Linked DNA regions of Macaca mulatta: region 1 is linked to region 2. A link is a contact called in public Hi-C data. All regions are on one chromosome and are shown on one strand. Each heading gives the region's core, a stretch centred on a gene start, on an enhancer-like site or on the middle of the called end of the contact. The rest is flanking DNA. Distances are from core to core; before and after follow the strand shown. Region 1 holds the start of MCL1 (MCL1 apoptosis regulator, BCL2 family member). Region 2 overlaps LOC144331481 (a long non-coding RNA gene).

What was found. Hi-C and Micro-C count contacts between places; a contact is called where the count stands out from the background.
Region 1: a contact with region 2 is called in a Hi-C map of CD4 T cells, with 3 times the contacts expected there. The contact joins the promoter of MCL1 here to the enhancer-like site in region 2. A contact is called at or near these places in 4 of 14 Hi-C or Micro-C datasets (CD4 T cells, blood, fetal cortical plate and 1 more).

What each region holds. Positions count from the first base shown.
Region 1 is chr1:116,543,788-116,548,625 of T2T-MMU8v2.0, forward strand. MCL1 (MCL1 apoptosis regulator, BCL2 family member) reads left to right here and starts at 3,107. Exons shown (of 3, transcript NM_001266501.2): 1 at 3,107-3,813; 2 at 4,164-4,411. The coding sequence starts at 3,126.
Region 2 is chr1:116,500,731-116,505,091 of T2T-MMU8v2.0, forward strand. It overlaps LOC144331481 (a long non-coding RNA gene), which reads left to right. Exons shown (of 2, transcript XR_013398749.1): 2 at 4,350-4,361. Among named protein-coding and RNA genes, the nearest start is that of ENSA, 16 kb to the left of the region's middle. Within about 2 kb of position 3,086, at least 18 of the 40 cell types and tissues checked have an H3K27ac peak or open chromatin away from gene starts, as enhancers often do. A contact at or near this core is called in CD4 T cells and blood, where this site is marked.

The DNA.
Region 1 (4,838 bases), core at 1,857-4,356, 43 kb after region 2:
AGGTGTGAGCCACCGCGCCTGGCCAAGACTTCATTTCTTAACAAATAGGGCCAGGTACAATGGCTCATGCCTATAATCCTAGCACTTTGGGAGGCCAAGGAGGGCAGATGGCTTGAGGCCAGGAGTTCGATATTGGCCTGAACAACATGGTGAAACCCCATCTCTACAAAAAAACACAAAAATTAGCCAGGCAAGGTGGTGCTGGCCTGTAGTCCCAGCTACTTAGGAGGCTGCGGTAGGAGGACCACTTGAGCTCAGGTCGAGGTTGCAGTGAGCTGAGATTGTGCAACTGCACTCCAGCCTGAGCAACATGGTGATACCTGTCTCAAAAAATAATAATAAATAATGAATAAAATGCAATTTATTTTAAAGTGTAACTTACGTTTCCTTTTTTAGCCTCTGTAAAAGGAAAAACCATTGCTCTTCCTATTTCCTCAATCTCTTTCCACTTTACCACCTGATAAAATTTTACTTTATAAAGCATGACAGCAAAGCTACCTCCTCCATAACACTTTCCTCTAGCTCTCTCAGCCCAAAGTGAATTTCCCAACCTCTTAACTCCTAAATGAAGTTGTTAATGCCTTGTGTAGAGCATACATTCCATTATGGTTAGTTGCTGTAAAAGATTAGACGTTCCTTAAATAGAGAAACCATTTCTTATTCACTACAACCACAGAGTGCTCTATCCTCACCGCTCATACTATAAACCCCTATGGTTCTAGGTCCTGCCCAACCCAAAACATAACTGGGTGGTATGGACACCGTATTGCCTTACTAAACTGTGACATTTTGGGGATTAGGAACTTTTGGGCAAGCACGTGACTCACGCCTATAATTCCAACACTTTATTTATTTATTTTGAGATGGCGTTTCACTCTTGTTGTCCAGGCTAGAGTGCAATGGCACAATCTCGGCTCACCGCAACCTTCGCCTCACAGGTTCAAGTGATTCTCCCGCCTCAGCCTCCCAAGTAGCTGGGATTACAGGCACATGCCACCACAGCCTGGCTAATTTTGTATTTTTAGTAGAGATGGAGTTTCTCCATGTTGGTCGGGCTGGTCTCAAACTCCTAACCTCAGATGTTCCGCCCATCTTGGCCTCCCAAAGTTCTGGGATTACAGGCGTGAGCCACCGCGCCAGGCCTCATTTTTTTTTTTTTGAGACCGAGTCTCACTCTGTTGCCCAGGCTGGAGTGCAGTGGCACTATCTCGGCTCACTGCAACCTCCGTCTCTCAGGTTCAAGCAGTTCTCCTGTCTTAGCCTCCAGAGTAGCTGGGATTACAGGTGCGCACCACCACACCCATCTAATTTTTGTGTTTTTAGTAGAGACAGGGTTTCGCCATGTTTCCCAGGCTGGTCTTGAACTCCTGGGCTCAAGCAATCCACCCACTTCAGCCTCCCAAAGTGCTGGGATTACTAGCATGAGGCACAGAGCCCAGCCTGTAATCCCAACACTTTGGGAGGCCAAGGTAGGAGGATCACCTGAGCCCAGGAGTTCAAGACCAGCCTGGGCAAAATAACGATACCCCATCTCTACAAGAAATTAAAAAAATTAGCCAAGCCTGGTGGCATGCACCTGTGTTCCTAGCTACTCGCGAGGCTGAGGTGGGAGAATCACTTCAGCCCAGGAACCCAGAAGGCTGAGGCAGCAATGAGCCCTGATGGTGCCACTGCACTCCAGCCTGGGTGACAAGGCAAGACCTCATCTCAAAACAATTTTTTAAAAGTGAGCTTGCTCACCTTTCCTATGTCTCTCAGCACCTTGCTTTCGAATTTTAGCTATTATTTTTACAGATCTTTTAACAAAAAGGCTGCTTTAATTAATGTTAACATACGTGGCATATAACAGGATCCTTTTTCCCAAGGGCTTTACAAACCTCTAGAGTCAAATGTGCCTTACTATCAGCACCAAAATAAATAGTGTCAACCGGGTGCAGTGACTCACGCCTGTAATCCCAGCACTTTAAGAGGCTGAGGCAGGCGAATGACCTGAGGCCAGGAGTTCAAGACCAGCCTGGCCAACATGGTGAAACCACGTCTCTACTAAAAATACAATAATCAGTCGGGCGAGGTGGCTCCCAACTGTAGTCCCAGCACCTTGGGAGGCCGAGACTGGCGGGTCACTTGAGGCCACGAGTTCGAGACCAGCCTGGCCAACATGGTGAAACCCAATCTCTACTAAAAATACAAAACCTAGCCGGCTGTGGTGGCGCACGCCTGTAATCCAGCTACACGGGAGGCTGAGGTATAAGAGTCGTCTGAACGTGGGAGGTGGAGCTTGTAGTAAGCCGAGATCACGCCACTGCACTCCAGCCTGGGCAACAGAGCTAGACTCTGTCTCAAAACAAACAAAAATGTTGTCAAGACTCTCAGACGAGTTGCTAATGGAGTAAGGCCTATATGTAAATAGCGCCAGACTATGCAACAGAGATGGAAGAAGCAAGCAGGGAGGCAGGAATAGTTTAGCCGTGGCAGTTTTAGCTTAGTCCACTTATATAAATGGTTCTTTAGGGTAGTACATGGAGCATCCTCATTTCCAAACATCGAACTGAGAGCTGTGCAAAATAACTCCAAGTTCCCAACTATGCCCCCTTAATTATCCCTATCATCTAAGACTGTTGTTCCTATCCATCACTGAACTTCCTCGTCCTCTTCCTTCAACCCCTGTTAGTCAATGGTTGAAATTTTGATTTGGTAAAAAAGCTCTGGCAAAAACCAGTAAAAGGGGCTCGCGAATCAGGTCTCAGGGAAGCACAGAGGTAGCCACTAGAAGGCCCGAGGTGCTCATGGAAAGAGCTCGAGCCCAGGAGCTCGGAGCCGCCGTTACGTAACCGGCACCCAGAACCTCCGAAGACCGGAAGGCCCCGCTCAGGCCCCGACCCCGCCCCGGCCCGGCAGCCGGTAGGTGCCGTGCGCAACCCTCCGGAAGCTGCCGCCCCTTTCCCCTTTTATGGGAATACTTTTTAAAAAAAATTAAAGTTCGCTGACGCCACCCAGTAGGACTAGCCGCCCTAAAACCGTGATCAAGGAGCTCCTCGCCACTTCTCACTTCCGCTTCCTTCCAGTAAGGAGTCGGGGTCTTCCCCAGTTTTCTTGCCAGGCGGCGGCGGCGGCGGCGACTGGCGATGTTTGGCCTCAAAAGAAACGCGGTAATCGGACTCAACCTCTACTGTGGGGGGGCCGGCTTGGGGGCCGGCAGCGGCGGCGCCACCCCTCCGGGAGGGCGGCTTTTGGCTACGGAGAAGGAGGCCTCGGCCCGGCGAGAGATAGGGGGAGGGGAGGCCGGCACGGTGATTGGCGGAAGCGCCGGCGCAAGCCCCCCGGCCGCCCTCACGCCAGACGCCCGGAGGGTCGCGCGGCCGCCGCCCATTGGCGCGGAGGTCCCCGACGTCACCGCGAGCCCCGCGAGGCTGCTTTTCTTTGCGCCCACCCGCCGCGCGTCGCCGCTTGAGGAGATGGAAGCCCCGGCCGCCGACGCCATCATGTCGCCCGAAGAGGAGCTGGACGGGTACGAGCCGGAGCCTCTCGGGAAGCGGCCGGCTGTCCTGCCCCTGCTGGAGTTGGTCGGGGAATCTGGTAATAGCCCCAGTACGGATGGGTCACTACCCTCGACGCCGCCGCCAGCAGAGGAGGAGGAGGACGAGTTGTACCGGCAGTCGCTGGAGATTATCTCTCGGTACCTTCGGGAGCAGGCCACCGGCGCCAAGGACACAAAGCCAATGGGCAGGTCTGGGGCCACCAGCAGGAAGGCTCTGGAGACCTTACGACGGGTTGGGGATGGCGTGCAGCGCAACCACGAGACGGCCTTCCAAGGTAAGGGGGTTCATTAATCGCCAAGGCCTCACTCCCTTTTTTCCATCTCTCCCTGGACTCACCCGCCGAGGGTGGGTGGAAACCGAAACGAGTCAGTGTTGAAACGTGTCTCATCCTATTCCTGAAACCAGAATATTCTGGCCTTGAGTCATTGTTTCCGCCCATCTTGATTCTTTTGGAAATGGCAGCTCTTGTTCAAAGACCGGAAAGGGTGGGATGTCAATTCCAAGTGGGGTCGACCTGAGTTCTATAAATCCCAGTAGCCACTTTCCCGCCGTGGGTGGGCAGGCGAATCTTGCGCCGGTTTAGACAAAGGAGGCCGTGAGGACCTGCATGCTTTTCTTCCCCAGGCATGCTTCGGAAACTGGACATCAAAAACGAAGACGATGTCAAATCTTTGTCTCGAGTGATGGTCCATGTTTTCAGCGACGGCGTAACAAACTGGGGCAGGATTGTGACTCTCATTTCTTTTGGTGCCTTTGTGGCGAAACACTTGAAGACCATAAACCAAGAAAGCTGCATCGAACCATTAGCAGAAAGTATCACAGACGTTCTCGTAAGGACAAAACGGGACTGGCTAGTTAAACAAAGAGGCTGGGTAAGTTTTCCTTAAGGATGAAAGGGGACTTGGAGTGGAAGTAGAATGAAGGATTTATTTAGAGAGGTGGGGATATCTAAAGGTTTTTATGACGCACGGCTGTTTGCAGGCTCTAACTAAAGGACCATTGTTTATTTGATAATGATTTAAGTAGTGGATCCTTAGAGATAGTGGTATGGCGGTCTTGAATTGTATCAAAAATCTTGGTTTTCTCTAGGCTATTTTTTGTTCCAGTTCAGTTGAATACTCTTCAGTGGATTCAAACCATGAAGAAATAAGTCACCAGGGGAGGATAGCTGAAATACATTCCTAAGGCGCTCCCTGTTTTAATTGAGAAGATACGGGGTGGACCTTGCGTTTTAAACAGAAACCCAGATCTGATGCAGGATGTACTTAACCACGTTGAGAAAAACTGATCTTCGCAGTT
Region 2 (4,361 bases), core at 1,836-4,335:
ATGAAGTATAAATGGTGAAGTTTGAAGTAACTCAGGTGAAGTAACACCTAAGTGGAAATTCCATACTCCACTCAGTAAACCATTATCATGGGCTAGTTGAATTGTAAGACACTTTATTATGTTGCTACAATATTTCAGGTGAGAGATGGTTAGGAACCAAGGAAAGTGATGACAGTGGGTATAAAGAAGAGTAGACAGGGCTGGGCACGGTGGCTTATGCCTGTAATCCCAGCACTTTGGGAGACTGAGGTAGGCGGGGATCACCTGAGGTTGGGAATTCAAGACCAGCCTGGCCAACATGATGAAACCCTGTCTCTACTAAAAATAGTAAAAATTAGCTGGGCGTGGTGGCGGGTGCCTGTAATCCCAGCTACTACTCAGGAGGCTGAGACAGGAGAATCACTTATCGCAGGGGGCGGAGGTTGCAGTGAGCCAAGATCGCACCATTGCACTCCAGCCTGGGCTACAAGAGCAAGACTCCATCTCAACAAAAAACCCAAAAATCAAATACAAAAGAAAAAGGACTTGAGTATCCATTTGATTTGGCAGTTAGTAACCTTTTTGAGACCAATTTCAGTGGATTTGTAGAGGCGAAATCTGGCTTGTAGAACTAAGTAATGTGGAGAGGTTTTGTGGTTGTTTTAGGATGGCAGCAATTGAGGTATATTTATTGAAACAGTGAAAGGAATAAGTAAAACCTGGAGCTCATTAGAGAAAGATAGCCAAAAAGCAGGGTTCTGAAGAGAAAGGAGATGAAATGAGCACAGGTGGATATCGTTTAGTTACATGGTCTACTTCTGCAGACATTTGCTGAGCACTTACCGTGTGCCAGCTGTGTGGGGTTAGCCTAGTTGGGAAGCCAACTGAGGAAGAAAGTGGTCTCAGGTAGGACTATATATGCCTCATCCTGCTGGAGACTCAAGGTGAAAATATAACAACAGTAAACTCCCAGCTGTTTGTTATTGACCGGGGCTAGGTAATTTATAGGAGTCCTTGTCTGACAGTTTTAGTCAGACTTGTAAAGTAGGATGTTAGAGAGGTGGGAGTGTAAAAAGTATAAACATAAAAGGACATAGAAGAGAGGAGGGGCTAGGCCCAATGACTCAGGCCTGTAATCCTGACAGTCTGGGTGGCTGAGGCAGGGGGATTGCTTGAGTCCAGGAGTTCAAGACCAGCCTGGACAACATGGTAAGAACTCATCTCTACAAAAAATGAAATTAGCCAGGCGTGGTGGCACACGCCTATAGTCCCAGCTACTTGGGAGGGTGAGGTAGGAAGATCTTGACCCAGGAGTTCAAGACTGCAGTGCACAATTACCATGCTTGTGAATGGCCATTGCACTCCAGCCTGGGCAACATAACCAAACCCCATCTCTTTAAAAAGGTGGGAAGGGGGTAATTAGGAAGCAAGCAATGTTGAGGTTCTAATAGATTGGTACCATAAACATGTGCCAATCCATATCTTTGTGATATTTTCTCTAGAAGCACCTAGCTCCCTGGGCACAAGAGCAGGGAAGACATTATTGTTTAGATCCTGGGTCGTGATTTGTAGATGGATAAAGTATACTAAGAAGGAAGCAAGGGGATGAAAGTGCTGGTGAAAGATTGTGTAAGGAATCTCTCTGATTATGGCTAGATAAGAAAATAGGCTAAGGAAGGGGTGATAAACTGGTCAAGCCAGGCGCAGTGGCCCACACTTGTAATCCCAGCATTTTGGGAGGCTGGGGTTGGTGGATCACAAGGTCAGGAGTTTGAGACCAGCCTGGCCAACATAGTGAAACTCTCTCTCTACTAAAAATACAAAAAATGATCTGGGTGTGGTGGTATTCGCCTGTAATCCCAGCTACCAGGGAGGCTGAGGCAGGAGAATGTCTTGAACCTGGGAGGCGGAGGTTGCAGTGAGGCAGGATTGCGCCATTGCACTCCAGCCTGGGTAACAAGAGCAAAACCCTGTCTCAAAAAAAAAAAAAAAAACTCTGGTCAAGAGAATTATTTGTTTCTTTCTTTATTATTTATCTATTTTTAAGAGAACCCTTTATAAAGTCAAAGAGCAGATGATTTAGAAGCAGAAATGATTAACCTGGAAGTTCAGCACATTGTAGCAAGAATATAAAATTTTAGATTGGAGCCAAGTGGTGGCTCATGCCTGTAATCCGAGCACTTTGGGAGGGGAAGATTGCTTGTGCCCAGGAGTTCGAGACCAGCCTGGGCAACAAAATGAGACCCCATCTCTACAAAAAAATTTAAAAATTAGCCATGCATGATGGCATGCGCCTGTGGTCCCAGCTACATGGGAGGCTGAGGTGGGAGGATAGTCTGAGTCCAGAAAGTGAAGGCTGAAAATGAGCTGTGTTTGCACTACTACACTCCAGCCTGGGCAACAGAGTGAGACTCTGTGTATAAATAAATAAAACTAAGGGAGTTTCTTCACATCCAGCTGTGAAAGTAGTTTGCTAATGTATCTGGAGTTTTGCTGTTATCTTTTGTTAAAAATCAACTTGCCAGGGTGAGATGGCTCACGCCTATAATGCCATCACTTTGGGAGGCTGAGGTGGGAGGATCACTTGAGTACAGGAGTTTGAGACCAGCCTGGGCAATGTAGGGACACCCTGTCTGAAAAATTTTAAAAAAAATTAGCCAGGCGTGTTGTGTGCCTGTAGTTCCAGCAATGGGAGGCTGAGGTGGGAGCATCAATTGGGCACAGGAGGTTGAGGCTGTAGTGAGCTGTGATTATACCATTGCACTCCAGCCTGGGCAACAGAGCAAGACCCTGTCTCAATAAATAAAATAAAGTAGCATCAAATTGATACATATCCTAGAGTAGTTACCTTTTTTTTTCTCTGAGCTCCAACAGGAAACAATAGTATTTACATTTTTAACTGAAGACAAAACTCTGCATAGGAGAAATTCAAACATCAGACATATGAGGGTGTTTTTTGGCAGAGGCAACTTACTGTCAATAAAGTCACCCCTGGTGAATGCCACCTGCTCACATGTACAAAAGAAAAGTCATATAGTGATCATGAGTCCTGGTTTGACCTTAAGGTCCACGTCTGAAGTGTCGTTTATGATTAGGGAAGTCTGAGTCATCCTTAGGCTTCCTCTATTGCATTTGAGTCATTTCCTTTTCTACAGACCCAAACTGTACAGCCCAGGATATTTCTTAAAAGAAATATCCAGGCCGGGCGCGGTGGCTCAAGCTTGTAATCCCAGCACTTTGGGAGGCTGAGACGGGCGGATCACGAGGTCAGGATATCGAGACCATCCTGGCTAACACGGTGAAACCCCGTCTCTACTAAAAAATCCAAAAAACTAGCCGGGCGAGGTGGCGGGCGCCTGTAGTCCCAGCTACTCGGGAGGCTGAGGCAGGAGAATGGCGTGAACCCAGGAGGCGGAGCTTGCAGTGAGCCGAGATCTGGCCACTGCACTCCAGCCTGGGCGACAGAGCGAGACTCCGTCTCAAAAAAAAAAAAAAAAAAGAAATATCCAAAAGTACAGAGTTTTGGAACTAAAGGGACATTTGAGATCATTGAGTTCAGTATACTCGTTTTACAAATGGTGAAACTGGCCGGGCACGGTGGCTCAAGCCTGTAATCCCAGCACTTTGGGAGGCCGAGACGGGCGGATCACGAGGTCAGGAGATCGAGACCATCGTGGCGAACACAGTGAAACCCCGTCTCTACTAAAAAATACAAAAAACTAGCCGGGCGCGGTGGCGGGCGCCTGTAGTCCCAGCTACTCGGGAGGCTGAGGCAGGAGAATGGCATGAACCTGGGAGGCGGAGCTTGCAGTGAGCTGAGATCCGGCCACTGCACTCCAGCCTGGGCGACAGAGCGAGACTCCGTCTCAAAAAAAACAAACAAACAAACAAAAAAAACAAATGGTGAAACTAAGGCCAAGAGGAGCATGTCCTTGGCCTGATTGCACAGCCTCTGTTGGGCAATTTTGCCTATATCAAGAAGGGTATAGGAAAATATCCTATTCTCTAGAACCACCTGATTTCACAGCAAATCTGGATTCTGGCTTGAATTTATTTCTGTCAGAAGTAAACTAAAAATATTTGGTGTGAAAGTCTGAGAGGGACTCAGGCCCCAGGGGAACAAGCAGGCATCTGTGGTATATCCCCCTCAAATGGTTTTTTGTTTGTTTTAGACAGAGTTTTGCTCTTGTTGCCCAGGCTGGAGTGCAGTGGTGCAATCTTGGCTCACTGCAACCTCTGCCTCCTGGATTCAAGCCGTTCTCCTGCCTCAGTCTCCCGGGTAGCCACCACACCCGGCTAATTTTTTGTATTTTTAGTAGAGACAGGGTTTCATCATGTTGGCCAGGCTGTTCTTGAACTCCTGATCTCAGGTGATCCACCCG